Regions from separate parts of the Mus musculus genome. Here all the other regions are linked to region 1. The links are chromatin contacts, called in public Hi-C maps. All regions are on one chromosome and are shown on one strand. Each heading gives the region's core, a stretch centred on a gene start, on an enhancer-like site or on the middle of the called end of the contact. The rest is flanking DNA. Distances are from core to core; before and after follow the strand shown.

What was found. A called contact is a pair of places that touch in the nucleus more often than the background predicts.
Region 2: a Hi-C map of erythroblasts shows a contact between it and region 1, with 1.7 times the contacts expected there. The contact joins the promoter of Aqp9 here to the enhancer-like site in region 1. A contact is called at or near these places in 1 of 39 promoter capture datasets (liver), 4 of 484 Hi-C or Micro-C datasets (the G1E-ER4 cell line, LSK cells, erythroblasts and 1 more), 1 of 115 datasets of contacts at active chromatin or transcription factors (the HPC-7 cell line) and 1 of 9 other capture datasets (bone marrow-derived macrophages).
Region 3: a Hi-C map of granulocyte-monocyte progenitors shows a contact between it and region 1, with 2.3 times the contacts expected there. The contact joins two enhancer-like sites. A contact is called at or near these places in 1 of 39 promoter capture datasets (the C10 cell line), 2 of 484 Hi-C or Micro-C datasets (granulocyte-monocyte progenitors and myeloid progenitors), 1 of 115 datasets of contacts at active chromatin or transcription factors (the HPC-7 cell line) and 1 of 9 other capture datasets (adipose tissue).

Annotation. Positions count from the first base shown.
Region 1 is chr9:70,840,328-70,844,461 of GRCm38.p6, forward strand. The region is part of intron 1 of Lipc (lipase, hepatic); the gene reads right to left. Among named protein-coding and RNA genes, the nearest start is that of Gm32017, 72 kb to the right of the region's middle. Within about 2 kb of position 2,239, at least 151 of the 459 cell types and tissues checked have an H3K27ac peak or open chromatin away from gene starts, as enhancers often do. A contact at or near this core is called in the G1E-ER4 cell line, the HPC-7 cell line, LSK cells and 5 more, where this site is marked.
Region 2 is chr9:71,161,601-71,165,734 of GRCm38.p6, forward strand. Aqp9 (aquaporin 9) reads right to left here and starts at 1,689. Exons shown (of 6, transcript NM_022026.3): 1 at 1,373-1,689. The coding sequence starts at 1,483.
Region 3 is chr9:70,583,233-70,587,366 of GRCm38.p6, forward strand. Sltm (SAFB-like, transcription modulator) reads left to right here. Exons shown (of 21, transcript NM_025690.4): 15 at 700-880; 16 at 1,521-1,645; 17 at 2,692-2,856; 18 at 3,403-3,717; 19 at 3,819-3,963. Among named protein-coding and RNA genes, the nearest start is that of Sltm, 43 kb to the left of the region's middle. Within about 2 kb of position 2,244, at least 68 of the 459 cell types and tissues checked have an H3K27ac peak or open chromatin away from gene starts, as enhancers often do. A contact at or near this core is called in the HPC-7 cell line, granulocyte-monocyte progenitors and myeloid progenitors, where this site is marked.

The sequences.
Region 1 (4,134 bases), core at 989-3,488:
AACCCAAGTGTTATTGACTTTGCATTCTAGTATTTTCTGCCAGAGAGTCTGCTTGTAGAAAGGCTTCCATGGCCAATATAGGTTCAAACGCACAACTCTACACACAGATACTCCCCTTAAATAAATAAAATATGATAAACCAAAGCAGGTGGAGTAAGATGACTCGGGTGCCTGCTCCCAAGCCTGATCCTGAATTTGATCCCTGGGACATCCATGGTGGAAGGAGAAAACAAACTCTTACAAGTTGTACCCTGACCCCCCCCCACCCCCCCACAAAAGCACTGTGTGGTACACGCATCATCCACCCCTGAAAAAAAAAAGTGAAACAAACAAAACCCACAGCCTGCCCTGAACAGGGATGTGCAAAGGTGAAACACACGTCTACCAACTCTGTTAGGGGATGCTGGAGCTAGAATCCATACTCCTGCTTGTTTGTTTCAGAATCAACCAGTTTCTAAAGAGAAGAATAAAAGAGATCAAGGGGCTAGCGACGGTGAAGACAGCATGAAGTCTATCTGCTCTGTGTCACTGAGGTGAGAGAGAGAGAGAGAGAGAGAGAACTTCAGATGTAAAGAAATGCATACTGGGAGCAAATGCTGCCGTGCCAAGAATAACTCAGGAGGAGACAGTGCAATCCCCCAGTCTCCAGTAAAATGAACTGTGTAATCAACACTGCTGTACTCTGTAAATATTCTATCCACTGATAAAGAACTCGGCAAATAGAGGTGGCGCCTGAGCACGGCTCCCAAAGCCAGAGAAAGTAGAGGAGAGAGAGGCTAATGGCTGTCAGGCCTGTCTCAGTGCCTGGGGCAACAGAGGAGCCTACGTTAAGACATCCTGTGCCTCACACAGACACTGTGTCCTGTGTCTGGCAGTGTCTGTGGTTCCTTTAAGTACAGCGCTATTTGTACTCACTGTGCACTTCCTGTCTGGACTGCCCTGGTCATCTAGCCTCTTAGAAAAATTCTGACTTAGCCAGAATCACCTGCAGGGCTGGAATCCACACCCACTTGGTTCCAGAGTCAACATTCATTTTTAAGGGGATAGAGCTTATTTATAGAAACATACAGGAAGGTATGACCATCCTAAATGTATAGCTCTGTGGATTTCTACCCATTCACAAGCCTCCTTCAGGATCGCGACAGAGGTCTCCATACCCAGAGGATGCCCTCAGTCGTCTCTAGCAATACCAGCACCCAAAACCACCACTTCCTCCTATCAATGGGAATGTGTTTCTTCTGTTCTTCAACTTTGTGTCAATAGAGTCACACAGTAGGTCTTTTGTGTCTGGCTGTTTTACCCAACACCTTGTGATGCTCATGTAAGATGTTGTATGTATACAGCCTGAACCTTGCCGCATTGGTGAGTCCTAGGCTGCCTTCCGGCACCAACACCTTCAGAGTGGCTAGGGTGGGGCGGTGGGTGCAGCAGTCATAGATGGAGCAGGCTGAGAGATGGGCTGAAAAGAGAGGGCTTTTTAGATCATGGCCTGGGCTTTACATTTCTTCCTTTCCTGCTGCTGAGTTCCCTGGGCCCAGACTGGTGGCAAAAAGACAAGTTCCTTTTCTGACTTTGTTCCTTTGTACAACAGAGCCAACCTCTTCACTGTGCTCTCTCAGATTCCTGGACAGCATTCTCTGGAATCAACCTTCCTATGCCTGGCAGTGAGGTTCCTTTAACGACTCACTTCCTGTCTGCTCTGCCCCATCATTAACCTCCAAATGAACTAGAATCATCTCCAGAACAGGAGCTCACACTCAAACCAGTTTCACCCAGATGGGGGCGTTTGTTTCTTCCTTACTATCCTGGTTGCTTTCATAGCATTATCTGAGGACTTAAAAATTAATATTATTATTTTGGAGACAGGGTTTTGAGTTTCTCAGTCTGGCTTCAAACTTGCTATATAGCAGAAGGTAACCATCAACTTCTAATCCTCCTGCATCTATCTACCTTAGAGTGTTGGATTACAGGTTTGCAAGAACACGCCCTATTTATACAGCGCTGGAGCTAGAGCCCAGTGCTTTGTTCATGCTAGGCAAGCACTCTACCCACTGAGCCACATGCCAGCTATTTCTGGAAGTACTTTTCAGTTGTTAAACACTTAGGGGTGGGGGCATGTGGAGTGCTATTTGCTTCTAGTGGGCAGAGGTCTGAGGTCATGCTAAGAACAGGCCTCCCCTTCCACTAAAGAGTGATGCAGCCTCGCATCTCAGTAACATTGTTGTTGGGAAACCCTGAGCATGAGTCATCATCAGGAAGTTGGTGTCTGTTTCTTTTCCTGATGCCAAAAGAGAAGAGGCAGGCATAATGAAGGTACTTTCATCCTGGAGTTAGAAGACCTGGGCTCAGGACTCACTTGCCACTAGCTAGTCATCTGACCTCATTTGAGTTATCCAGTCTCTGCAGGTCTGTTTCCTCCTCCTCCTCCTCCTCCTCCTCCTCCTCCTCCTCCTCCTCCTCCTCCTCCTCTTCTGTTGCTGGGCGCTGAGGTGCTTGTCACTAAGCCTGCAGGCTTCCTGTCCGGATCTCTTAGGGCTGCCTTCTATATCCTTATTTCATGAGATTTGACAGAAAACAGTGCCTGGGTGGACTGTGTGTAACGGCAGTGGAAGGATCCTTCCAGTCGCATTTCCACTTCCCTATGCGCTACTTCCAGGGTTATATCCTCACTCTTCCATCTGTGTGGGAAGGGAGCTCACCCACAAAGGGTGTTTCCTGAACTGTAGGCAGAGCTTCAAATACCCACAATTCCCATAGGCAGCAGTTTTTGACACTGGAACTTTTAGCCTTAAATTTAAATTCTTGTGAGACCTGTAAAAGGGTTTGCTGTGTGTGTGTGTGTGTGTGTGTGTGTGTGCCTAGTTACTTAAGAGGTTCAGGGCTTTATACCCTTCAAGGTGAGGCTATGGGAGGTTTTGATAAGACTAGACTAACAGAACATTGGTGAGCTTAGCATGCAGCGCTATGCAGTGTAGAGGACAGATCTCTGTAAGAACCAAGAGCCCTGCTGTGCCCAACAGGCAGAAAAGAAAGGGAAGAGAATTGGAGAGATGGCTCAGTGATTAAGAGCACTGGCTGCTTTTGCAGAAGACTGGGGTTTGGTTTCCAGTACCCACTTGGAAACTCACTACCTTAAACTGCAGTTTAAGGTGTCCAGTGCCCTCTTCTGGCTTCCATGGGCCCTGCATGCATGGGGTGAACATATATACGAAGGCAAACACTCATAAACATAACAGAATAATTGGGGAAGTTTGCTTAGTAAGTAATAAGAATGAGATGAGGCAGAAAGGCGATGGCTCAGTGGGCAAAGTGCTCGAGTGCCACACAAGCATTAGGACCTGAATTGGAGTCCCCAGGACCTAAGCACCATGGAACACATCTGTAACCCAGCACTGGGAGAGCAGAGAGACTCCTGAAGCTTGCTGGGTAGCCAGTCCAGCAGCATCAGTGAGCTCCTGGTTCAGTGAGCTCCAGGTTCAGTGAGAGGCCTTGTTTCAAAAGTTAAAGTGGAGAGCAGAGGAGGGAGACGCCTGAGATTTACCTCTGGCCTCCACACACGTGCGAACATACATGTGTGGGCACACCTGCACACACATGTGTGCACACCATACAGTTGTTGAAGGGAGAATTAGTGATGGATAGAGGTGGCTCGGATAGTTGGCTGTCATAATGCATTCATTATTGAATGGCATAAGTATTGCTGTTTGGAATCTGGGGACAAACTCGCCTTAGATGGAAGACTATTGCAGACCCATGGGACAATATCTTAATGGAAATCTCAAGAGGACCAAATTGTTCTTAAGTTACTTGATTTTAGGGGTGGCATTAACCCTTTTTAGTCAGCTGCCCTCCAATTCTACAGTTCAAAACTGTCTCGAAAATGGAGGAACGGCGTCCATATTTATTTTCTCACATATGTAACAAACAGCACAATGTCTCAATAAAAATGTATCTGTGGGATTCTTTTCTGGGTTACCTGTATGTTATGTGGCTTTATGTGTGTGTGTGTGTGTGTGTGTGTGTGTGTGTGTATGTGTGTGTGTATGTGTGTGTGTGTATGTGTGTGTGTATGTGTGTGTGTGTATGTGTGTGTGTGTGTGTGTGTGGTGTGTGTGTATGTGTGTGTGTGTGTGT
Region 2 (4,134 bases), core at 439-2,938, 320 kb after region 1:
GCTCACAACCATCTGTAATGGGATCAAGGCATTCTTCTGGTGTGTCTGAAGACAGCAGCAGTGTACTCATATAAATAAAAGAGAGAAATATTTGAGAACGAGAAGCTGAAATTATACCTGAAGTAAGAGTCTCCCTGTCTCTCTGTCTCTCTCTCTGGCAGGTGTGTTTTCTAAAAAATTAAATAAGCCGGGTGTGGTGGCACACACCTTTAATCCCAGCACTCGGGAGGCAGAGGCAGGCGGATTTCTGAGTTCCAGGCCAGCCTGGTCTACAAAGTGAGTTCCAGGACAGCCAGGGCTATAAAGAGAAACCCTGTCTCGAAAAACCAAAATAAATAAATAAATAAATAAATAAATAAATAAATAAATAAATAGATAAATAGAAATAAATAGCTGTCCCATTTTAAAAAAAGCCTGAGGCCAGGGCTCACACCAGTTCAGAAAGTAGCAATAGTTTCTGGTCTCTGTTTTATTCTTTGTTTTGTTTGTTTTCATAGCTGAGCCAATCTCTTTTTGAGATTCTTAGGCCTGTCCATGTTTAACTCTATGAAGTTCAATTTAAAGACCTTGAGAGATTTGCTCAAGTCAAGTTCAATCAAAAGGGAGAAATTATATGAAACCAACACAAGGCTACACACACACACACACACACACACACACACACCATACTAACCCCAAGTTCTGATTTACTAAGTAGGTCCGGTGAGATGACTCACGAGATAAAAGTCCCTGTTGCCGGGCCTGATGACCTGAGCTCCATCCCTAGAGTCCACATGGTGGAAGGATGGTGGAAGGAGAGCTGACTCCAGCAGGCCATTTTCAGATGCACTTGTGTGCATTGGTGCACACACATAAATAAATAAATAAACAAACAAACAAACAAATAAATAAAACTGCCAGGCCATTTTCAGATGCACTTGTGTGCATTCGTGCACACACACAAATAAATAAATAAATAAATAAACAAACAAACAAACAAACAAAACTGCCAGGCACCTCTCTTGGCAGCCTGTTCCACGCTATCTATTGACCATTAATGTTTGTTTCAGATGACTCAGTCACCAAATGGGAAGCAATGTCTAGCAACTCTTTCATCATAAAAGCCACTTTGAGACATTTTAAAATGAAGAAGTACTCCCCTTCCCCCTTCTCCACTCCTATCAACTGTCTTGGCTACACGTTAAGAGCGAACGAAGCTCTTAATGGTCACCAAATAGTCAAGTAACCTAGAAAGTGACTTGCTGCCTCCTAGAAGGGACTGGAACTGATAATCAGGGAAAACAAAAAAACAAACGCCCTGCTCCAGACGCCTGGCAGCCAGGAAGGCGGGGTTAGGTCTGAACTGGGAAAATGGAAATCGAGCAATACTCACAATCATTATAAAGGTGCCCAGGAACTCAGAGAGTGTCTCCTTAGCCAGACAGCTCTTCAGGGCCAGCCTCTGCACGAGGTTCTTCTTGGCTCGGTCCTTCTCAGAAGGCATCTTGGGGTTTCTGCCAGAGGTAAGCTTTCCACCAAGGTCTGCTCGCTCAGTTTCCTGCCTTCACTACCACATGAAAACCAAACCAAACAAAAAAGAATTTTAAAAAAACCAAGCTCACTTAGCTCTGCACGGATCTCTGGAGGCGACTAAAGAGATACCTGACTGTGTCAGAGAGCCTGTCCTAATTAGGAACTGTGACTTAATCCTTGTCTGCCTCTGCTGTCAGCCCCTCCCTCCCTCCCAGCTCATTGCTATTTGTTTGCATTAATGAGTTATAATTCCAAATCCTCAAAATGACTCTTTTTGTACTTGACAGATTAATCATTACCTTTATTCTCTGTTCTCTGGCTACTTTTTCTCTGTTGGCTTTCTTTCTTTTTTTTTTTTTTTTCCAGGAGATGAGAAAAGAGATGCTACGTTGGTTGGGTTGCCAAACCAGAGATGGGCCTTGGTCCAGAAGAGATTTACCTGTTACACAACTTCAGCCTTCTGATGATTTGTTTTCTCCTATTCGGAAGTGGGCAGTTTGGGTGTAATTTAGAATAGTTCAATCAGGTATAGACACCTTCACTGTGAACATTCTCTCCTGAAGGTTTTCTTCCAAACTGGAGAGTGTAAGGGAAAGAGACTAGGCTGGCTCTAGTAGTGCCTCGGGGAGTTCATGGGACTGCTGGAGTCTTTCTGAAGGGCTCCAGAAATAACTAAATTAACTTATGGAAGGGCAGTTTAAAGGCTCCGAAATGTAAGTTTATGGGGCATTGGGTTAGTGCTGCCTTTAATCCCAGCGCTGGGGGTAGGGTGGGGGGTGAGGTGTGTGTGTGTGTGTGTGTGTGTGTGTGTGTGTGCAGAGACAGGTTGATCTCTGTGAGTTCAAGGGCCCAGCCTGGTCTACATGAGTTCCAGGACAGTTGGGGCTATATAGAGAAACCCTGTCTTGAGAGGAAAAAAGGGGGGGGAGGAGGGAGGGAGGGAAAGAGGGGGGAGGGGAGGGGAGGGTGTTAAGGTGTTTATGGGACAAGATGGGAACTCCCTCTTGTTCACTGAAGTGGTCTCCCTATCTGGTAAACAGAGTTTAGGATTCAAGAATCAGAAAGATAGAGAAAGCAGAGGACTGGAATTCTAGCCCTCTGACCAGTCAATCCCATCCCAGTTAAAGAAGAGAGGAGTAACTATGCCCCACTAAGGTATCTAGTTTAAATCTGATGAATTAACATCCTCACAGGCAACAGACTACATCTTATAATAGCTTCTTGACCTGATCAATAAGCAAGCCCTGATTTCCAAAGCTGGTTTGTCTGAAAAGACGGAATTGGAGGCAGTAGTCTCTAAACACCCCCAGGCAGTCCACTGACTTGAACCCATGCTATGCTCCCTCCCTCCCTCCCTCCCTCCCACCCTCCTTCCCTCCCTCAGAGCAGCCTGCCCAGTTCCCAGTCTTCTTTGGGGCCCTCCTCTACCTTTGCAGGAGGCCCTCAATCATTTCCAGCTGAGGAGGCAGGCTGGAAGGGGTGAGGGGAGGCTGTGAGCAGAGCAGCTGGGAAGAGCCCAGAGGCAGGATCAAACACCTAAGCTGCAGGTAAAGTTTACAGTTCAGACCGAAGAGGTCAATACTATAAATTTAAAAAATAAATAAATAAAAAACAATCTAGCATTTCGACTTTAATTCCTGATTAAATGGTCATGATGAGGATGTAGCTGAAACACCCAGAAGTTTGCTTTAACTCCTGGTTAGGTGATCATGGATAGCTTTGTCTTGGAGAGTTTCCTATGACCACATTATGCCCAAGTCCTGGTGGCTCGACCAGAGGAACAGGACTTTATTGCTCTGACTTCAGCTAATAAGACACAAAGCGTGTTCTTCAGAGTCCACGCTCACTCACCTGACAAATATTTATGGCATACTTGCTGTGTGCCAAGCACTGCCTGTAGCAAAAGCACGGGGCAGTCTTGCTTGTCACAGGGCTGGCTATGACGGAGACCAACATTAGACACAATCACACAGGGACACGAACAGACAACTCCAGCCGAGGACACATGCTCTGCCGGCGGGGGCTGTATTTCCATGTGCAAATACGGCAAGCGGAGTCCACCTTGTTGGAGAGATCTCTGCAGTGTCTTCTGGGAAGTTATGTCTAAGCTGAGATCAGGAGGCACAGGGCCTATTCACATGAAATGGGGAAGGAAGTGGGTGTGAAAGACTTTGAGGGATGGGGGGGCAAAATGACACCTATAAAAGAACCAGAGAAACACCCACTGTGGTTAGCCTCCAGGGTGAAGGAAGGAACAGTGTGAAGAATGAGCTGGGGTGGGAGAAACAAGACTATACTGAGCCTTGTAAATTGTGTATCAGGTTAAAAGTGTCATAAATCATTGGAGTAGATTAGACAGGTCGATGAGGTCGTCAGATCTTTGGGTTTTTAAAAAGATCATCCTCTCCTAGCTGTCCCTGACAACTTAGCTACAGATGGATTCAGTTGTGCAACAAATGGTTGCCCACCAGGCTCTAAGGCACAGCTCTAAACTCATTGCCACACAGACAGTCCTGGTTAAAATCAATGGGTCACAAGCCAAGTTGGGCTGGCTCATACCTTTGATCCCATCACTCAGGAGGCAGAGGCAGGCAGATCTATGAATTCAAGGCCAGCCCTAGC
Region 3 (4,134 bases), core at 994-3,493, 260 kb before region 1:
TAGAACATCTGTTACAATTGCCTGTGATTATGATGCCAAGCTATTGGAATAAAGTATATACTTTATGTTAGGAGATAATGATATATGGTAGATTTTAGAAATTTTCTGTGGAAAATAATTGATAAAAGTGAGCCAGTTTTGATGGCACACACCTATAATCTTAGTACTTGGAGACAGAGGCAAGAGGTTTGCCACAAGTTCAATGCCAGCCTGGTCTAAATAGTGAGTTTGAGGCCAGACAGAGCTACATAGTGAGACTCTGTCACAGAAAAAAAAAAAAAAAAAAAAAAAAACCAGAAGAAAAATTGTAGTTTTATAAATGTATATACATTTTAAAAATGTCAATTATTGGGGGTTGGGGATTTAGCTCAGTGGTAGAAAGGCCCCGGGTTTGGTCCTCAGCTCTGGGAAAAAAAAATGTCAATTATGGGTTTTTACTATGGTGGTATTTTCATTTAACTAAATTATCTAATAGGCAAATAGTGTATAAAATTTAGCTGCTTAGTGGACACTCCTATAAATATAATACTGGAATATGTTTAAAGTTTTATTTTGCGTTCTTTCCAATTACATTAAAATTATTAAGATTAATGTGGGATTTAAAATTGCCAATCACGAGGAAAAATTCAAATTCAAAGCTATTATTTTTCACACAGTGCTAGCATAATTTAAGTATTTCTAAATACTGATTTTTGTTAGACGAAAAGAGATTGCAGAAAGAGAGCGTCGAGAGCGTGAACGCATTAGAATAATTCGTGAACGGGAAGAACGGGAACGCTTACAGAGAGAGAGAGAGCGCCTAGAAATTGAAAGGCAAAAACTAGAGAGAGAGAGAATGGAACGCGAACGCTTGGAAAGGGAACGCATTCGTATTGAACAGGTGCAGTCAGAAAATCTTTTCATCTTGAACAACTCACCTTTGCAAACCCTGTCATTTTTTTGCCCTCCAGTTTGCTTTACTTCCTGTAAAGCTCCTGTAGCTCCGAATGAGCACTGAAGTGCCCCTGACACTAGTTAAGTGTGCTGAATGGCGACTTCCTTGTTGATTGCAAGTAGCCTGTAGCTCTGCAGTATAATGGCAGCCTAATAGTACGAGCATAGGACTGAGTCCAGAGTAGTTGTAATCCAGGCTCTGTCACCACCCCAGACTTAGAAAAAAAAAAAATAACAAGTAAGTCCTTACCCAAGGCTGGAAGAAAACAATGCCTCTCTGCATAGTTGCCACCCAGGGCTTAAGGCACTTAAGAAAACCTAGTTTACTCGTTCCTTTTAGGTGCTTTTGCTTAAGTCAATTTATTAAATGACCTCTGACCCTCCCCCACACGCTCACCAGTCTCCGCCCCTCAGCCCTGTTCTTTTGCTGTCACCCAACAGTAGCTGTAGTCTAGATGACTCAAATGTAATGTATGTGTCCCAGGTATGTGCTCTAGCTGGTGCTTCTTTGCGATGGCTTCTCAGCCCAGATGCACACTTACCTTCTGTCTTTACTTTGTATCTGGTTCCTTCCCGTGTGTCTGAAGGAGCGGCGCAGGGAAGCTGAAAGGATTGCTCGGGAGAGAGAGGAGCTCAGAAGGCAGCAGCAGCAGCTTCGCTATGAACAAGAAAAAAGGAATTCTTTGAAACGCCCACGTGACGTAGACCATAGGTAGCTGCTTCCTTTCTTCTTTCTCGGTCTGGCGTGCGCTAGCAGACAGGAGCGGTCTGCTTTCTCTAGCTTGCCTCTTCTCACACCAGATGACTTCTTATTAAAACTGGAGCGACACAGACATAATCAGGGTTGATAGTTCTCAAAGTCAGGCCTTTAAAATACTTACCAAGGCAGAGAATAAACAAATGGAAGTCATGAATTGGTGTGTTTATATTCATGCTTCCTTGGTAGAGTTTAAAATATAATTTTTTAATATAGTTTTCTTAGTACAAGTTCTGAGCACTTTAGATTTTTGTTTGTTTTTTGTTTTAGTGGAGAAATGGGTGCTCTGGTCTTCTCCAGCGTCTGTGAGGGTCACAGTTGCTGAGGCTAAGGATGCAGCTCGGTCTTGGGGTACTTCCCTTTCATGAGACAGGTCCGGGGTCATCCCCTGCACTTTAAGGGGAAAAAGGAATAACTGATAACTGCTGCTTAGAATCCGTTATGACACGATGTCAGGAGTTTCCTCTTTTTTTGTTTGAAGATGTAAGAACAGGAAGTTTAGGCTAGAAAGATGACCTAGTGGGCAGAGTGACTGCTGGGCAAGCATGAGATCTGTGTTTATATCCCCAGCACCCATGGAAAAAGATGAGTGCAGAAGTATGTGCCTGTAATCCTAGCTTTGAAGAGGCAGACAGGCAGATATCCCTGGAGCTCTCGGGACAACCAGTCTAGTTCATTCAGTGAGCTCCAGGTTCAGTGAGAGATTCTGTCTTAAGAAGTAAGGTGGAGGCAGCCACATGACCCACACGCACAGGTGTGTGTACCCAGACACACATTTACATGTGTGCACACACAAAAAACCGACAGTGTTTCAATACTTTCCTCCTCATATTTATGACACGGGATTTAACAGCTAGTTCTGTCCCTGCTACTCACTGTTGTATCTTGAGTTTAGTAGCCTTTTATGTTGTTGACTGTTCCAACATATCTATGAATCCAAAAGAACGCTGTTTGGTAATTATCAAATAATTTATATAAATGAGCAAAAATTTCTCTTCAAGGCGAGATGACCCTTACTGGAGCGAGAATAAAAAGTTATCTCTAGATACAGAGGCACGATTCGGCCATGGGTCTGACTATCGTCAACAGAGCAGGTTCCTTGACTTCAGTCACCGAGAACGGGCCAGGTTTCCTGACACTGCATCTGTGCAGTCATCCTTTGAAAGGTTGGTGGACACTACAGTGAGATAGGAGCCTTGCTAGTCCCAACGTTGGTTCTCTGTAAGATCTTAGTGAAGTGCTAAGTCCACACTGAGTGTTCAGAACAAACTGTGTGTCTAGTTTTGGTTTTCACTGGTGGGAGAGTGCTGTGGTCTTCTTACCTTCAACTGGAAAGAGGCTTTGGGAGGTAGGAGCTGAAGAGTCAGGAGTTCAGACCTGCCAAGGCTACACAGCCATTTGAGCCTCTCCCCCATAAAAAACAATAGAATGTGTGAATGGGGAATGCTAATTTTGGATGTGCCATGGCTGTAACAGTAAACCATGCAGGCTGGTAGTGACTCCACCGATAAAATCTCTCCTGAAAAACAAACCAGCCTTTGTATTAGACAGCTCAATTTAAAAGAAGATCATTGCAGTAATGAGGGCTTTTCTGGCAGCCTTGCCATAATTTCCCTTAAAAGAAGGTTTCATCACTATAGGTTATGCAGATCAAGTTGAGAATCTGAGCAAGTCAACACTTCTGAGGACCTGTATTTGTTTTTCTTCAATAGACGGGAACGGTTTGTTGGTCAAAGTGAAGGAAAGAAACCGAGACCAGCAGCCCGAAGAGAAGAGCCAAGTTTTGAAAGGTACCCTAAAAACTTCAGTGATTCCAGAAGAAATGAGCCTCCACCACCAAGAAATGAACTTAGAGAAACAGACAGACGAGAGGTCCGAGGGGAGAGAGACGAGAGAAGAACAGTAATCCTTCATGACCGACCTGAGGTCGCTCACCCCAGACACCCTCGAGAGACTGTGCCCAATCCTTCTAGACCAACTTCCTGGAAAAGCGAAGCGAATATGTCCACAGAGAAACGGGAGTCACGGTAGTTCTTAGTAATTTCTTCATGGTATACTGTGCATTTACTGTGCATTTGAGTTTTTAAGAATATAAAGTGAGGTTTTGATTCTTGTGCTATGTTAACAGAGTTGAAAGGCCAGAAAGATCTGGGAGAGAAGTCTCTGGACACACTGTGAGGGGAGCGCCCCCCGGGAATCGGAGTAGTGCCTCAGGCTATGGAACCCGAGAGGGAGAGCGAGGAGTCATTGCTGACAGAGGAAGCGGAACACAGGTAAAAGCTGCCGAAAGCTACCTGTTGATGCTTACGTTTTTCTCTCATTTTAAAAATCAAATTTTTATTTTACGGGTGTTTTGCCTGCCTTTATATATCTGTGTGCCATTTTTATGCCTTTGGGATTCAGGTCTCCTGGAACTAGAGTTACAGACAGATGTGAGTGGGCGG